Regions from separate parts of the Lactuca sativa genome. Here region 1 is linked to region 2. The links are chromatin contacts, called in public Hi-C maps. All regions are on one chromosome and are shown on one strand. Each heading gives the region's core, a stretch centred on a gene start, on an enhancer-like site or on the middle of the called end of the contact. The rest is flanking DNA. Distances are from core to core; before and after follow the strand shown. Region 1 holds the start of LOC111900591 (TMV resistance protein N). Region 2 holds the start of LOC111906278 (disease resistance protein Roq1).

Evidence for each region. Hi-C and Micro-C count contacts between places; a contact is called where the count stands out from the background.
Region 1: a contact with region 2 is called in a Hi-C map of leaf, with 4 times the contacts expected there. The contact joins the promoter of LOC111900591 here to the promoter of LOC111906278 in region 2. A contact is called at or near these places in 2 of 4 Hi-C or Micro-C datasets (leaf and seed).

Annotation. Positions count from the first base shown.
Region 1 is chr8:73,544,351-73,549,226 of Lsat_Salinas_v11, reverse strand. LOC111900591 (TMV resistance protein N) reads right to left here and starts at 1,970. Exons shown (of 6, transcript XM_052766826.1): 1 at 1,809-1,970; 2 at 108-696. The coding sequence starts at 622.
Region 2 is chr8:73,193,927-73,198,469 of Lsat_Salinas_v11, reverse strand. It overlaps LOC111906278 (disease resistance protein Roq1), which reads right to left and starts at 1,998. Exons shown (of 6, transcript XM_023902040.3): 1 at 1,808-1,998; 2 at 313-907. The coding sequence starts at 815.

The DNA of each region.
Region 1 (4,876 bases), core at 721-3,220, 350 kb before region 2:
CTGTGTTTATCTAGTTCATCAACATCATCGAATAATCAAAACATTTAGATAAAAACTTCTAAGATAAAAGTATAATTGTGTTGTACAAAAACAAAGAAGAAAATTACCCATTGGCAATGTGCTTGGGTTCCCATCCAGAAATGTTACTTGCATCCACGAGTGCTTTTCTCCAAGATTCAACATTGCTCTTGTTCTCCAACTCATGTTTGCAAAATGTTTCTCCATATTTTCGCTTTTGTTTTCGCACATCAGATGGATCCACATTATAAAATATGGGCAAAACGATTTGGTTTCCAGTATCCTTGCATTTCATGATATGTGCAAGTTCATGTAAGCACCATGAAGAATCTGCATAGTTTTCAGAGAATACGATGACAGCAATCTGTGATTCTTCTATAGCCTTCATAAGGTTTGGACCAATCAACTCACCCCGAGGAAGTGTTTCGTCGTCCTTGTAGGTGTAGATCCCTTGTTGTTCAAGAGCTGAGTAGAGATGATCCACAAAAGTCTTCCGAGTATCTTCTCCTCTAAAGCTAAGGAATACATCATACTTCCACGATTTAGAAGAAAATTCCGGAACAGAAGGAGAAAATGATGATGAAGATGCCATTGATGTGTTCATATGTTGCGAGTATGTGGTTTGAGAACCTCAATGAAATGAACTTTATACAGACTGATGTGAGTTTCCAGTAAAAGCTGTTATCATGTAAAAAAAAAAAAAGAAAAAAAAAAACTTGTCAAAACTCATATTTGGAGTAACTGGACACCATGTAGAAAATCTCATAACTAGTCATTAACTTTTTGGTGATACAAACTCCTTTAAATGTATAATACAAGCTATAATTCAAAAGATAGACATGAACTGATTTAGGTGATATGAGTTAGTTTTAACACAATTAAATTATACATTTAATATTTTGCTTATAGTTCTACATTGAGATTTTTCTGAAAAGACTTGGTGAAAAATCCCAGCAACACCAAACTTCAGCAGACTTCCTTTCTTAAATCTTTACTTTGCAAGCTTATACTTCAATTTCATAGGATTTGTTCCTTTAATATCTTGAATCAATTTGAGCATGTGGAAGCCTTTCATGCACCACTTGACTCTTCTCTCTCAAGTCTTAAGCCTTTCAACAGAGTGAAGATAATGAAAAAGTAATTATAGTTCCCTTATATTAATAATCAAGTTTTGTAGTTTCAACATTTAATCACCACGCTTCTACATTGTACATTCTCACCCCAAAATCCAACCTAGCAATATTGTTCATTTAAATGAATTGATACATATCTTCCCACCATGATTAACCGCTTACCTTTATGACCTTTTTGCTTTACGTGAACACCTATAACTTTTATCCTATTTAGAAAAGTTAATATCTTTAATGAATTCCCCTAGCATTTGGTTCTTAAACGTAGTAAAGCACGAATTCAAATAGTGCCAAGTCGTACTTGTATTTGCTTAACAAAACACAGACCAATCCTCCTGTTATGTTTTCTGCTTGTATCGACGATACATATACACACCATTAGGCTCGTTTTCCTCCAAATTCCATTCATTATAACATATACACAACATATTAACTTCACAAATAGCTTAATTTGATCATCTAACTACACTAATTCAAAAACTTCACAACGTTGACTAAATTAGGTCAAAATTCGTTTCACACATTCCGGAACGACCTTTTTTTTTAACTGTTTGATTAAATTTACTTAATATATTATATAAAACTTCATTAACCGCTTAACGTTTCCATTTCTTTCTTGATGACTTATAATTGATCAAGTTATCAGTTTAGCGAACGTACCTCAAATTCTCAGCAGCACCAAACTTTTAGTAGACGTCCTTTCTAATCTCTTCACTTTGCCAGCTTATACTACAATTTGGGCAGAATACCTTCCTTAATTTCTCTTTCAAGTTCAAACTTGGATTAATTTGAGTAGGTTGGAGTCTTTCCTCCATCGTTGACTATTCTCTCACAGTTCTAAAAAAGTATGAGAAAGTACTAATAATAAGAGTATATTGCAGTTTTGGTCCCTGAATTTATCTATATTTTTAAGGTTTTGTTCCTAAAATAATTTAGTTTGCCGTTTTGGTCCTTATGTTCATATTTCAAAAAAGATTTTTCTCCCTCGGTTTATAAAGTTAATAAACATATAATTAAGACGAAATTACATAAATGGTCCTTGTGTTTGACAAAATAAACCAACTTGAGTCCTTATAACGAATTGTTTGCATATTTGGTCCTTGTGGTTTCAAAATGTTGCAAAGACGATCCTTTTGGCTAACAGTATTAATTTTTCCAATTAAGTCAAGCCACATGGATCATTTTGTAATTTTTTCTATTGATTATTATCTTTATATTTTATTTATTTATATTTTTTATGAATTAATTTTTTTTTGATGTTTTGTTTGAATATAATATTTTTTTCGCTTATATTGTGTAACTTTTTGTTCAAATAAAATTCTTAAATTTTTTGACGTTTTATTCAAATACATTTATTAATGTTTTTTTTATGTTTTGTTCGAATAATTTTTTTAATGTTTTGTTCGAATACATTTTTAATTTTTTTTTTGACGTTTTGTTTTCTTATAGGGAAATTGCGTAATCTAACCATTTTTGTATTGTAATTTTTTTTAAAAAAAAATAACCGCTTTTAATTTTTTTATTTTTTTTAAATAACCACTTAGTCCAGAATACATTCATTTCATACCATATTATTAAGTGGATCAGATTTGACCCGATATTGTTGATTCCATGAAAATATTGACTTCTAGCGTATTAAAAAAAAACATTTATGTATTGATTTTGGTAGTTTTGGATCTATCAAACCCATGTGTTGGTGAAGAAAGTTTACAAAGGTTTTGCATCAGTTTAAGATGCGTCAAAACTAGGTTGTTCTTTAAACTTACCAGACTTTCTTACAACTATCTTTCCCTGATGTCGATATTTGACACTATTATTTACATAAAAAAAATCATGTTTTCATGTTCTCCATTTTTGCTACCTTAATGATTATATTTACCATCTAGCTTGGGGAGTTCTTTTGTCTTCATCCAGTGCAAGGAGATAATGAGAATATAGGGAAGGTGAGGACATGTGTCATCCTTTCTAGACCTTGAATCTATGTGAGCTAATAAAAAATGATGATGTGGTCTATTTATGATATAATGTTGTTTTGTATCTATTATAAAACTCATATTTGGTTTGTTTGTGCACATGTGTAATAGAAAAACTAAAAATAGGATATGATATAATACACTAAATTCAAGAAATATCAAGTTATTTTCATGAATTAGTTTAATATATCATCCAACTTTCATTTATTCCATTCACAACATTATACTTTAAAAAATACAATGTTGTAATTGAAATTAATGAAAGTAGGATGACAAATAAATGAAAGTAATTTAACAATACAATGGTTTATAAGAAAAGTATTAAAATAAAGTTCAATAATTAAAGATGGAAATGAAAGTATAATGTTATAATAGACAAACATAGGAAAGGACATTGTCATTTCTTGCATTTAGCCAAATCAGGGGCTAAATGCAAAAAATAGCAATGTACATTCATTTTATTTTTCTAATATAGCATCTTCCCCATTTCTATTTCCATTTTTTTTAAAATTGTTTAATTATTTTTCTTATTAAACCATTGTACTTTGAAAGTACAATGCTATAACTGTATGTAGTTGTGTATATGTGTGTGTCTCTTTCTTTATGTGTGTGATTCATGAGAAGGATTTTGCAATTTTATTTTCAACAGAAACTTTGAAAGCAGCTCCATCTCCCATTTATACATGTGATTCATGAGAAGATGTTTAAACATAAGGTTGAAGCTATTACCTTTGCTTTAACTATTTGTTTTCTTACAACTTTGTGGCTATGCCATTTAATCGTTGGAGGTGTTTTTATGGTTCAATACCATTCAAACTTTAATCATGGTCTCTTATTGAGTTGGTGAATGGATGTTTGGGTCCATAACTTCTAAGTTTTTATTTTTTGATACTCAGTGGAATGTCATGCAACTGTTACTTTCTACGGTTTCATGTTGAGTCCTTTTTGTAAATATAATGAATATGTTATTTTAGCATATTTTAAACACGTTTTGTTTTCATGTTCTGGATGTCAATTGAACTATACTAAGCAAAAAATGATAGGTAGTTGTTGGATTAGTCTGCAAACAAGTATAAAATATGACATACATTTTAATACAACTTGGACTTTTGGTTATTTGGTTTCAATGACCATATTATGGGTTTGAGTGGCCAAAGAAGGGTCCCTTAGAGAGATTTAAATGATTTTCTACCATTTCATATGTAGAGAGAAATGATGCATTTTAACCGGTCAATCCAATCTCTTAATGGAGAGATTGTGAGGATATCAAATGAATATGATGCAAATATATGGCATATTTTGAACCATATTCATTTGGATATTTTTTTTAAAGATTTATAAAGATAAATTATAAAGATTTAAACTGTTTTTTCTTAAACTGCGTACAATCATTTTGTAATATTATAGGACATTTTAAACTTGCAAATCATTTTCTAATATTATAGGACATTTAAAACTTGCAGTTTTTTCATAAAAATCTCAAAGTATACACAAGGTCATGAATTGAACATGAATATTACACAAGCTCATGTCTGATTAACTTGTAGTTTTTTTTATAAAATCTGTAAAGTATATATAAGGTCATGTCTATTGAACATGAATATCACACATTCAAATCGTGACTCCTCCATTAACCATATTTGTTTACCCAATTTGATCAGGTTATTTAATTATCTTCATTATAGTTATGAGAAAAAAATGTATGAAAAAGCCAAATAAATCATATTACTTGATCAATTATTCTAAAAAGTAGAT
Region 2 (4,543 bases), core at 749-3,248:
TTTTTGGACACATCACATAGTTTAAAATAGCAAAAACCAAAGCGAGATGGATTAGTTTTTGTAGCTTGAAGTGAGGCGTTAGGTGCAGAATTAGAATTTGAGCTTATCCGCAATCCTACGACTGAGATATCTTTTGACTTACCAAACTGATCAATTGAGCTACTCAAAGCCTCTATTCATCAAGATCATCGACATCATCAAGAGTAATTAACACAATTGTATAAAAAGATTATAAGTTACGAGTAAAATGTGTTGTACAGAGTAAAGGCATATCTTAAGGATAGAAAATGTGTAACTGAAGAATAAAATTACCCGTTGGCAATGTGCTTGGGTTCCCATCCAGAAATGTTACTTGCATCCACTAGTGCTTTTCTCCAAGATTCAACTTTCCTCTTGTTCTCCAACTCATGTTTGGCCAATGCTTCTCCGTATTTTTGTTTTTGTTTTCGCACTTCGGAAGGATCCACACCATAAAATATGGGCATAACAATGTGGCCTTTTGTATCCTTGCATTTCATAATACATGCAAGCTCATCTAAGCACCATGATGAATCTGCATAGTTTTCAGAGAATATGATGACAGCAATTTGTGATTCTTCTATGGCCTTAAAAAGCGATGGACCAATCAATTCGCCTCGATGAAGCGTTTCATCGTCCTTGTAAGTGTAGATCCCTTGTTGTTCAAGAGCTGTGTAGAGATGATCCACAAAAGTCTTGCGAGTGTCTTCTCCTCTAAAGCTAAGAAAGACATTGTATTTCAATGATTGAGAAGAAAATGCTGGAGCAGGAGGAGATGATGATGATGAAGATGCCATGGTTGTGTTGATTAGTTGAGATGGAATGTATGTGGTTTAAGCAGCCCAATGAAAGGAGCTTTATATAGAGAGATGCCACTTTCCAATAAAACCTGTTATCATGTAGAAAAACCTTGTCAGAACCAGAATCCAAGTCTTTCTTAATGAAAAAACACGAAACATCCCATCAGGACATGTCTATTTACAGGAAAGTTACTAAAAGTATGGATTCCCTATAAATGGTCCCACACTACCACTTTCATCTTTAAAATCATGATCTTCCAATAATTTTACACATCATTGCTGCCACTTTTTCATTCTTTTAGTACAGCAAGGGATATGTTAATATTACTAATTTGATGTCAACATCTATCTCTCCTAGGACAGAGGAAACTTATAGCCTTCAAGATTTCTTCACTAAGTCACTACATCACAACTTTCAAAAGCATACCATGTACTAAAATTCACACTCATAATCATCATAAGGTCTTCACAACGCTTACCTTTATGACGTTCTGCTTTACCACTAACACCTATAACTTGAATCCGATTTAAAAATTTTAGTATCTTTACTGAATTCCCCTAAGTATTTGGTTCTTAAACGTAGTGAAACACGAATTCAAATAGTGCCAAGCTTACTTGGATTTGCTCAAAAAAAACAGCAGCGCACAACGGACCAATCCGCCTGTTATATTTTATTTTTGTATCGACAACTCATACACATATCATTAGGCTCATTTACTTCCAAATTCCATTCGTTTATAACATACACAACAGCATACTAACTTCACGAATTGATTAATTTGATCGCCTAACTACACTAATTCAAAAACTTCACAACTTTGGACTAAATTAGGTCATAATACGATTTCTCACATTCCAAATTGACATTTTTTTCACTGTTTGATTAAATTTACTTAATAAATTATATAAAAACTTCATTAACAGCTAAACGCTTCCATTTCTTTCTTGATAATTTGTGATTCATCAAGTTATCAGTTTAGGGAACGTACCCCAAATTCCCAGCAGCACCAAACTTTTAGCAGACGCCCTCTCTAAGCTCTCCAGTTTGCAAGCTTATACTTCAATTTCGGAAAACTCCTTCCTTAATTTCTCTTTCGAACAAGGATCAATTTGAGTAGGTCGGTATCTTTCCTCTATCGTTGACTACCCTCTCTCTAGAAAGGATATGAAAAAGTAATTATAAATAAGAGAACATTACAAATTTGGTCGCCGAATAATTTTTAAAAATTTTTTGGTCATAAAATAAAGAGTAAATTAAACAAATGGTCCATATGGTTTGAAGTAAATTATGAGTTTAGTCCCTAACTTTATTTTTTAACTCGGATTATTCTTATAGTTTTATTTTGTTACTTTGTTGGTCCCTAGCCAACTTAAAATAACTGATATACCCTTATCTAATGATGCGCATCGGAACCGGATACCCGATTTTGGAACCGGAAGCGCCTCTAAATTGTTGGTTCTAGAATTGAAACCACCTTAAGCGGTTCCGGTTCTATTTTTTTGGAACCGTTACCTGTCGAATACTCGTCGGAACCGATTATATATATATATATATATATATATATATATATATATATATATATATATATATATATATATATATATATATATATATATAAGTGAATATACCCTTAAGGGTATATTCACTTAGGTACCCAAACTCACAATATTATTTCGTTTTGTATCATATATACATATTGTAATTGTCCAATGTTCTTCTAATTCAACTTCTAACTTGATTTAATTCCAAGATTTATATAAATTTCATATTTATCTTCCTCTTACACAATTTTAATTTTTAACTATAATATATAAAGCCTAGTAGGTGTTCGACATAAAGATGTGATGTAAGAGAAAGATAATAGTGAAATTTCGAAAATCTTGAAAGTAATCAAGTTAAGGTTGAAGTTTAAGAACATTATAATAAATATATCAAACAAAACGATGTATTATGGTGGGTTAGGGTACCTATCCTTATATACCCTTAAGGGTATATTCAATTTTCCATATATATATATATATATATATTACATTTATTGTGTGCTACAATGCACCAATATGAATTTAGTAAAATTAAATAATTATTTAATTAAATAAATATAGATATTAAATGATTTCCATAATTATATGTATATTAAATGATATCCATAATTATAATTCTTTTTTATGGAAATTAATTAAATCCGTCATTAATGTCAACAATAACATTCTTTTAGAATGAATTCGCACCCAGATTTTAATATATGGGTTCGTATTTTGTTTTAGGACTCACTCATTTAAAATACAATAAAGTTTCATGGAATATGAAGAACGAGAGTGTATTCTACTAGAATATACTCTCATTCTGCTGGAATGCACTCTCATTCTTCTATATATGAATTCATATTGAAAGAATATTATTGTTGACATTAATAACGAATTTAATTACTTTCCATAAAAATAAGTTATAAGTATGGATAACATTTAATATACATATAATTAATACTAAATTCTATTGGTGCATTGTAGCACAAAATAGGTGTGAGAAACATTTGAACCTACCTATATATATATATATATATATATATATATATATATATATATATATATATATATATATATATATATATATATACTAGGCGAATGCCCGCGCGTTGCGCAGAAACACGTATATAGTTGAAGTCTTTACAAATATATGATTTTTTAAATATAACAATAACATTGTTGTTAAATTTGATATAATAATTTGTATATACTAAATTGTTATAATATATTGATTATTTTGAATTATATGATAATATATACATTTATTATAACTTCATAATCTCAATCGTTTGAATGACTTCTACTCGCGAGTTACACATGAATAAAATTAAATATGATATATGATTTGATGTTATTTATAGTTGTTTTTATTGTTAATTAATTTTTTCAAACTTATTTGTTTAATGTTTTAATTTCTATCATTATAATTATTTAAAACATCAAACATTGTTTTTTTTATTTTAAAGCTAACAATATAATCATTTATATAGAGTTGTTTTTTTTACTATTGTTATTGTAAGTTATTTTAAGCTACTTATTTGGAAACTTTTAACGATTATAAAAATATATTTAAGAAATATTTTAGTTAAATCAAAATTACAATTTAGTTTTTGCTTTTATCGCTACAATTTATCACTTTTAACTATTTACAAAATATTCTTTAGTTTTTTTAATTGGAACTGAAATTTATATTTGAGTTGACATTGTAATGCGCAGAAACACCTATATAGTTGAAATCTTTACAACTATATATTTTTTAAAATATAACACTAACGTTGTTGTTAAATTTGATATAATAATTCGTATATTAATTTGATATAATATATTGATTATTTTGAATTATATGATATTATATAAATCTATTATAACATCATAATCTCAATCGTTTGAATAAGTTCTACTCGCGAGTTATACATTAACAAAATTAAATATTAAATATGGTTTAATATTATTTATAGTTGTTATTTTTAACTAATTTTTTAAAATTTCTTTGTTTAATGTTTTAATTTCTATTATTATAATTATTTAAAACATCACACATTATTTTTTTGATTTTAAAGGTAACAATATAATCATTTATATAGAGTTATTTTTAACTATTGTTATTATAAGTTATTTTAAGTTACTTATTTGAAAATTTTTAACGATTATATAAATATATTTAGGATATATTTTAGTTAAACTAATATTACAATTTAGTT